2 separate regions of the Mus musculus genome follow, and region 1 is linked to region 2. A link is a contact called in public Hi-C data. All regions are on one chromosome and are shown on one strand. The core of a region is the stretch at or near the end of the contact, and the rest is flanking DNA. Distances in the headings are between cores, read along the strand shown.

Evidence for each region. A called contact is a pair of places that touch in the nucleus more often than the background predicts.
Region 1: a contact with region 2 is called in a Hi-C map of CD8 T cells, with 1.9 times the contacts expected there. The contact joins the enhancer-like site here to the promoter of Kcnk15 in region 2. A contact is called at or near these places in 20 of 39 promoter capture datasets (the 3T3-L1 cell line, 3T3-L1-derived adipocytes, the C10 cell line and 12 more), 2 of 15 datasets of contacts at CTCF or cohesin (pro-B cells and stem cell-derived epiblast-like cells), 49 of 484 Hi-C or Micro-C datasets (8-cell embryo, CD8 T cells, the G1E-ER4 cell line and 33 more), 13 of 115 datasets of contacts at active chromatin or transcription factors (PVALB interneurons, embryonic basal ganglia, embryonic forebrain and 7 more) and 3 of 9 other capture datasets (adipose tissue, embryonic stem cells and pancreatic islet).

The regions. Positions count from the first base shown.
Region 1 is chr2:163,930,411-163,933,944 of GRCm38.p6, reverse strand. All of the region lies in intron 1 of Gm35886 (a long non-coding RNA gene), which reads right to left. Among named protein-coding and RNA genes, the nearest start is that of Gm35886, 13 kb to the right of the region's middle. Within about 2 kb of position 1,569, at least 7 of the 459 cell types and tissues checked have an H3K27ac peak or open chromatin away from gene starts, as enhancers often do. A contact at or near this core is called in CD8 T cells and the P5424 cell line, where this site is marked.
Region 2 is chr2:163,851,504-163,855,239 of GRCm38.p6, reverse strand. It overlaps Kcnk15 (potassium channel, subfamily K, member 15), which reads right to left and starts at 1,490. Exons shown (of 2, transcript NM_001030292.1): 1 at 1,151-1,490. The coding sequence starts at 1,490.

The DNA.
Region 1 (3,534 bases), core at 320-2,819, 79 kb before region 2:
ATTACTAGGTTGCAAAGTAAGTACTATTTCACAATTAGTGTGAAGTTAAACTAAACAACAAGAGACACATTGCCAGGTTCTTCTTGCACCAATGTTATAAGGTTGCTTATCTCAGGAAAAGTTTACCTGTGTGTGTGCAGAGAGCCTTATCAGATGATCATGTAAATATATTTCTTATCGAAGGTCACGATGCAAACTTTAATAAAATACTTTGAAAATGACTGCTATACTTACCCCTCAACAATTCTATTTCTGTATAGAAACTCTAGCAAAGTTAAAGATACATAGTTCCAGGACTGCCAGGGTTGTATAGAAAGACACTGTCTTAAACAAACTAACAAGGATACAGGAATGAAGATGTTCAAAATAGTATTGTTTGTGACTGCAAAGTGCTGACAACATATTATACCAGTCTGAAAATAACTTTCTGCAATGAAGAAAAGGCTAAATAGCAGTTAAAACTAATACATTAGAATTATGTAAATTAGTATAGATCTCAAAATGGTATTGATTGAACAAAAGACAGCAGAATATGGTGCAATAGCCTATGTGGCGTTTGAAAACTGCCCTTTTCAGTGCCTGCAAGATGGGTTAGCAACTGGTAAGGCTGCTCTGCAAGTGTGAGGACCTGAGTTCCATTCCTGTGCCTTCATGAAAACAGCATCGTGTGACAGTGTGTGCCTGTGATCCTGACACTGGGGTGGCAGAGACAGGACGATCCTGGGGTTCACTTGCCATCTCTAGTTGAAACAGCTAGCCCCTAGTGCTGTGGAGACTGTTTCAAATGTAAGGTGGAGAGCTGGCAAGACGGCTCAATGGGTAAGGGCACTTGTAGCCCAAGCCTGGTGATCCAAGTTTGATTCCTGGGAATCTGCATAGTAGAAGGAGAGAACTGATTCCCACAACTTGTCCTCTGGTCCCCACGTGTGCTGTGGCACACACACACCTGCACCCACAGAAACAATTCATATGCGAGAGATAAACAAATGTAAATTTTTCAAAAACTAAAAAGTAAGCAATTGAAGAAGCCACTCAGCCAGGACCTCTGGCCTCCACACGCACACAACACATGTACACACATACTCACACACGCACACACACACACACCACACACACATACACACATATGCACACACACACACACACACCACACACACACGCACACACACACACACACACCACACCACACCACACCACACACACTCACACATGCACACACCACACACCACACACCACACACACACACCACATACCACACACACCACACACACACACACCACACACACACACACACACACACACACACACACACACACGCACGCACATGTCGTTTGCAGATACACCTATGCAAATGTTTTAGATCGGATTATCTAAGTCAGTGCATTTAATAGACCAAGAACGTGTGGGTGTCTCTTAGTGGTGGGGAATGAGCAGTAGCAAATCATGGGGGTTACTGATGATAGACAAGAAAATAAATCACAAAGAAAACTGCTGGCTTCTGAGAGTGAGTGTGAGGAATAAGTCATCTGCTCCTGGGGAGAGGGAAGGTCGCTTCACACTCACAGGGGAAATGCGTCATTACTTATGAAAAGCCTTCAGTTCACGCATCCTGTTGACCCCGCGGCTGCTCTGATAGTGTGTGCAGCACCTTTGTAGTAAGAGAGTTTAAAAAACGTTCTCAGGAGAGCAAGAGACTGGAAATAACTTAAGTATCCAACAGTAACTGGTTAGCCAAGTAACATGAAATTATTCTGTAATTTAAAACAGTGGCAGGGAGGTGTATTTGCTGTGGGGAAGGTGGGTGGTGAAAAAAAGACAAAATGTGGTCACGAGACCCCAGGAGGATGCTGCTATTCCGTGTGTCCTTGGGTGATGGATGGACAAAAGGGAAGGAAAGGGTGGGTAAAGACAGCGGAGAAATGGGACACTTCCCGCAGTGTTCTCTGGGTAACATGATGAAAACAACTTTCTTTCTTTCTTTCTCTCTTTCTTTTTCTCTTTCTTTCTTTCTTTCTTTCTTTCTTCCTTCCTTCCTTCCTTCCTTCCTTTGATGAAACAACTTTCTTTCTTTCTCTCTTTCTTTTTCTCTTTCTTTCTTTCTTTCTTTCTTTCTTTCTTTCTTTCTCTCTTTCTCTCTCTTTCTTTCTTTGAATTTTCAGTTTTTATTTATTTTTAAAACATTTTATTGGTTATTTTGTTTATTTACATTTCCAAAGTTATCCCCCTTTCCCAGTTTCCTCTCCAAGAACCTCCCCATTCCAACTCCCCCCTCCCCCTACCTTCACAAGGGTGCTCCCCCACCCACACACCCACTCCCACCCCCCACCCAAGCATTCCCTTACACTGGGGAATTGAGCCTCCCAGGACCAAGGACCTCCCTCCCATTGATGCCTGATAAGGCCATCTTCTGCTACATAGGCAGCTGGAGCCATAGGTCCTTCCATGTGTATTCTTTGGTTGGTGGTTTAGTCCCTGGGAGCTCTGGGGGGATGAGTATGGTTGGTTGATATTGTTTTTCCTATGGGGTTGCAAACTCCTTCAGCTCCTTCAGTCCTTCCCCTAACTCCACCATTGGGGTCTCCCTGCTCAGTCCAATGGTTGACTGCAAGCGTCCGCATCAGTATCTCAGTATCAGTAAGGTTCTGGTTGAGCCTCTCAGAAGATATCCATACCAGGCTTCTGTCAGCAAGCACTTCTTAACATCAGCAACAGTGTCTGGGTTTGGTGGCTGCATATGGGGCAGTCTCTGGATGGCCTTTCCTTCAGTCTCTGCTTCACTCTTTGTCCCCAAATTTCCTTTAGACAGGAGCAATTCTGGGTTAAAAATTTGAGAAGGGTGAGTGGCCTCATCCCTTAACCAGGGGCTGTGCATAATCTCTGGATATGGCCTCTACAGGTTCTTCCTTCCGTTTGTTGGGTATTTCAGCTAGTCATCTCTGTTGGGTCCTGGGAGCCTCTTGCTTTCCTGGTGTCTGGAACTTTCTGTTGCTATCCCCAGTTCCCCATCCCCCATTGCTACACGCCTCTGTTTAATTTCCTGGCCCTCTGTACATCTCCCCTGTCTCCTTCCACACCTGATCCTGTCCCGCTTTTTTCCTCTTCCCCTCCTTTCTTCCTCCCAAGTCCCACACACCCTCTACTTCCATGATTACTTTATTCCCCCTTCTGAGAAGGACTGAGGCATCCACACTTTGGTCTTCCTTCTTCTTGAGCATCGTATGGTCTGTGAGGTGTATTGTGAGCACTCCATGCATTTTTCCTAATATCCACTTATCAGTGAGTACACACCATGTGCGTTCTTTTGTGGCTGGGTTACTGTACTCAGGATGATATTTTCTAGTTCCATCCACTTGCTTGCAAATTTCATGAAGTCATTATTTTTAGTGGCTGAGTAATACTCCATTGTGTAAATGTACCACATTTTCTGTATCCATTCCTCTGTTGAGGGACATCTGGGTTGTTTCCAGTTTCTGGCTATTATAAATAAGGCTGCTATGCACATAGTGGAGCATGTGTCTTTGTTATATGTTAGAG
Region 2 (3,736 bases), core at 241-2,740:
CTTCAGACAAGGCACAATCTCTGCAGGCATGGCAAATAAGAGAGGTCTTGAGGTTGGAACTTGTAGACAAGAGAGGGCAGAAGTGTCGAACGGGAGCTGGCTCTAGACTTGGCAAGTAATAAATTATTACTAACAAACAATACCTGCATAGCCTCTGGCCCCATGCTGGGCCCTCATTCGCCCGGCAAGGCAGAACATTCACATTTTGCCTTTGACAAAAACGTGTGCCAAGAGGGCACAGCCACTTGCCTGAGAAGGCTGGTAGCAGGAGATACTCCGAACTCAGCGTTTGGGGTTGCATGGGTGCTTAAACCCACAGCTTTTGTGCAAGTGCACTCTCCAAGGTGTGGGCTGCTGGTTTGTTCCACTGAGGGAGACTGTAGGCACACCTAGCAACTACAGCTGGAGCCCAGCACCAAGGGGCTAGCTAACAGGTTTGAAGCCCTAGGGAGCCTGCTTCTGCAGGTTCCTCAGGCTTAGGACCTCGGGTCCTGGCCAGATGTGGTTATGGTAACAGCTAGAGTCCAAATGGTATACATAGGGGCTCCTCTGGCTGCCCCAACGTGAGATCAAAGCTTTGTAATTAGTCATTCCCTTAAAAAGTTATTGGACGCCTATTAGACTCTCTGACCACACAGCAGTCAAAAGACAAGGGAGAGTGCTGATATCACGGGGTTAACGGATAACTGTTATCTTATATACAAACAATCTTGTTTTCATAATGTTTTCTGTGGGTCAGGCCCTATGCTAAAACGATCTACACACATTATCTCCTTAATAATAATCTCTATCACAGCTCTGCATTCCTCCCTCCTCCTTGCAAGACATATTAGCAATCCTAGTTTTCAAAGAACACTCAGAGAAGGCTCAGAGAAGTCAAGAAACTTATCTAAGGTCACATAGCTGACACAATGGGACAAGAAAGCCTCACTTCTGTTCACCCCGAGAGCCCAGGGTTTCTAGTATCCACCCTTGTGTGGGTGCCTACAGCCTTGTGTCAGCTAACTGATTGCCCCCATTTTGCTCAGCGAGGCAAATGCGCCTCAGCGTGCTGGCAAGCCCTTTCCAAAGTCAAAGGGGCGGAGGTGGGATCGCACCGGAGGAGAGATCAGGACTGAGTGGGGCAGAGGGGAGGCTCCGGAGGGCTCACCGATGGTGGTGATGACCGTGATGGCGAAGTAGAAGGAGCCTGCGAAGCGCCACTGGCGGCCGGCGCGGTGCGGCTCGGCCTGCAGCGCCAGGCGCTCCAGCTCGCGGTAGTCGTCGGCGGAGAAGCGGTACTTTCTGCGGAACTCGCCCCGCTTCCGAGCCAGCAGCCGCTGCCGGCTGCGCTCCGCCTCGGATTCCAGCGCATCGAAAACAGCGGCACCCACCAGCAGGTAGGACAGGATGCACAGAATGAGCGCCGCCGTGCGCGCGCTCTGCTTCCTCATCGCGGCTCTCCCGCTCCGAGTGCCGGTTTCCGTGCGCCCCGACGGCTCCAGCTCCATCTCCGCCGCGCCCGGCTTACAGCAGGGGGCGGGCTCTGAGCTCTCCCGACGCTCCCCGCCCTAACCCACGCAGGGGCCCGCAGGGACATCTGGAGCAGAGGCCCGGTCCAGGTGTGCACAGCAGCAGCAGCCTCCATCCGTAACTCGCCCTAGCTCTTGGGGGCTCGGGACCCTTTCCTTTCTCCCGTCTATCATTTAGCAAATATTCACCAAGCGCCCTCTGGTGCCCACCCTTCTCCGTGGGAGTAGAACGGGTATGCCGGCAAGCAGGGATGGATGACAAATGGACAAAACGATGAAGTAAGACAGGTGTGATGAAGGAGGAAAACGCTTGGGGAGGTGCGTGCCAAGTCATCCAGGAGTGACCAGGGAGAGAAAATCCAGGCCACACACGTAGGTCCCTCGCTAGAGCAGAAGGGAGGTGACTTGGTGACAGGGAACAGCAAAGAAGCTGGTGTGACTGGAGCCAAGAGAATTAGGATGCAGGCTGGAGAGACAGACAGGAGGGCCAGAGAGAAGTGACTTCTACAAATTCATTTTTTGTTATTTAATTTTTATTTTATATTTGCCTGCATGTATGTCTGTGTACCACTTTTACAGTGCCCATGGAGGCCAGAAGAGGGTGTAGGATCTCCTGGAACTGGAGTTACAGCCGCTTATGAACCACCATGTGGGTGCTGGAAATCAAACCCCAGGTACTATGATCTTAACCACTGAGCCACCTTGCCAGATCCCAGGCTGGTTTTTCAGGACAGTCGAAACCTTTTTTTCTTTTCTTTTCTTTTCTTTTCTTTTCTTTTCTTTTCTTTTCTTTTCTTTTCTTTTCTTTTCTCTTCTCTTCTCTTCTCTTCTCTTCTCTTCTCTTCTCTTCTCTTCTCTTCTCTTCTTCCCTTCCCTTCCCTTCCCTTCCCTTCCCTTCCCTTCCCTTCCCTTCCCTTCTCTTCTCTTCTCTTCTCTTTTCATCTCTTCTCTTCTCTTCTCTTCTCTTCTCTTTTCTTTTCTTTTCTTTTCTTTTCTTTTCTTTTCTTTTCAAAGGCATCAGAGCCAGGCATGGCGGTCCACACTTATAATCTCAGTGCTTGGGAGGTGGAGGCAGGGAAGACTAGAAGTTCAAACCCAGACTAGGCTAAATGACATCATGTCTTACCACCACACCTTGGAAAAAAAAACAAGGGGCTGCCACATGGAAGAGAAAAGGTGGCTGAGTGGAGACCAGCCAGGGGAATGGTGTCAGTCAGGTATGGGCTCGGGGGGCTAGCCTTCAATAACAGATGAAGAGAAGCAGATGACTCTGGGATATGTTAGACAGCTGGGAATACAGCAAGCCTTGATGCTTAAGGTCCCTGGCATCAAGACACTTCACCAACCCAAGCTTCAGTCAGTGGATTCTTGCAGAACTGACACTCGAAACTCCCAGGCCTGATCTCTAAAGTCCCGCCCCCCCCATGCCACACCCTTTCCCTTGCCTGCAGACTGAACAGACGTAACACCACAAAAGAGCATAGCAAAGCTGTCTGCTATCAGGACCGCCTGTTCTGAACATCTGATCCATATGTCAGGATCTGAGACTCGGAGGCCAATCTGTCACCGAGGCTGATACACCCTGATTCGTGGGTCAGGAGTTACTGGTGGATTTGGGTATGGAGATACAGGGATGGACTCTGGATGAGCCCAGGGAATGACGGGAGCTGCGAGGTGTTTGGGAAGCCTTCCATTGACCCCACTTTTGAAGGAGCAAGTAACCCACTACTGTCTCCATTCTCCAAATGTAGGACTTTTTAAGAGTCCTACCTATGGTCCTGTAGAAAGACATCTGGCGCAGTGCCAGTTCCCCTGGCCTGAAGCTGTAGGCAACAGCTGACCTTCCCAGGTGTCTACTCCAGCGAGGCATGCATTTCTCTCATCCTGACTACTGAGGCCAATCCCCATAGCCGTTCACCCTTGCTTGCCCTGCCCACCCTCAACGTTCAGTTCCCGCTGTAAACTCTTGTGGGACTCATTACAGCCTTCTCCCCCTCCCATTCTGCCAACATCTGTTGCCTCTCTGCCAGGGGCCAGGTACCAGCAGAAGTGACATATTCTCCCAACTCAGCTGGCTCACACCCTGGCTACTCTGCCACTCCCAACACAGTTGGACCACCCTGGGTGTTCTCCTCTGAGCTCCTCCCTCAGGGCACCGGCCATCTTCTGTTCTTCCCACTACAGTGAAACCCTCCAGTTCCATATATGCCCCACCCCCAAAGATC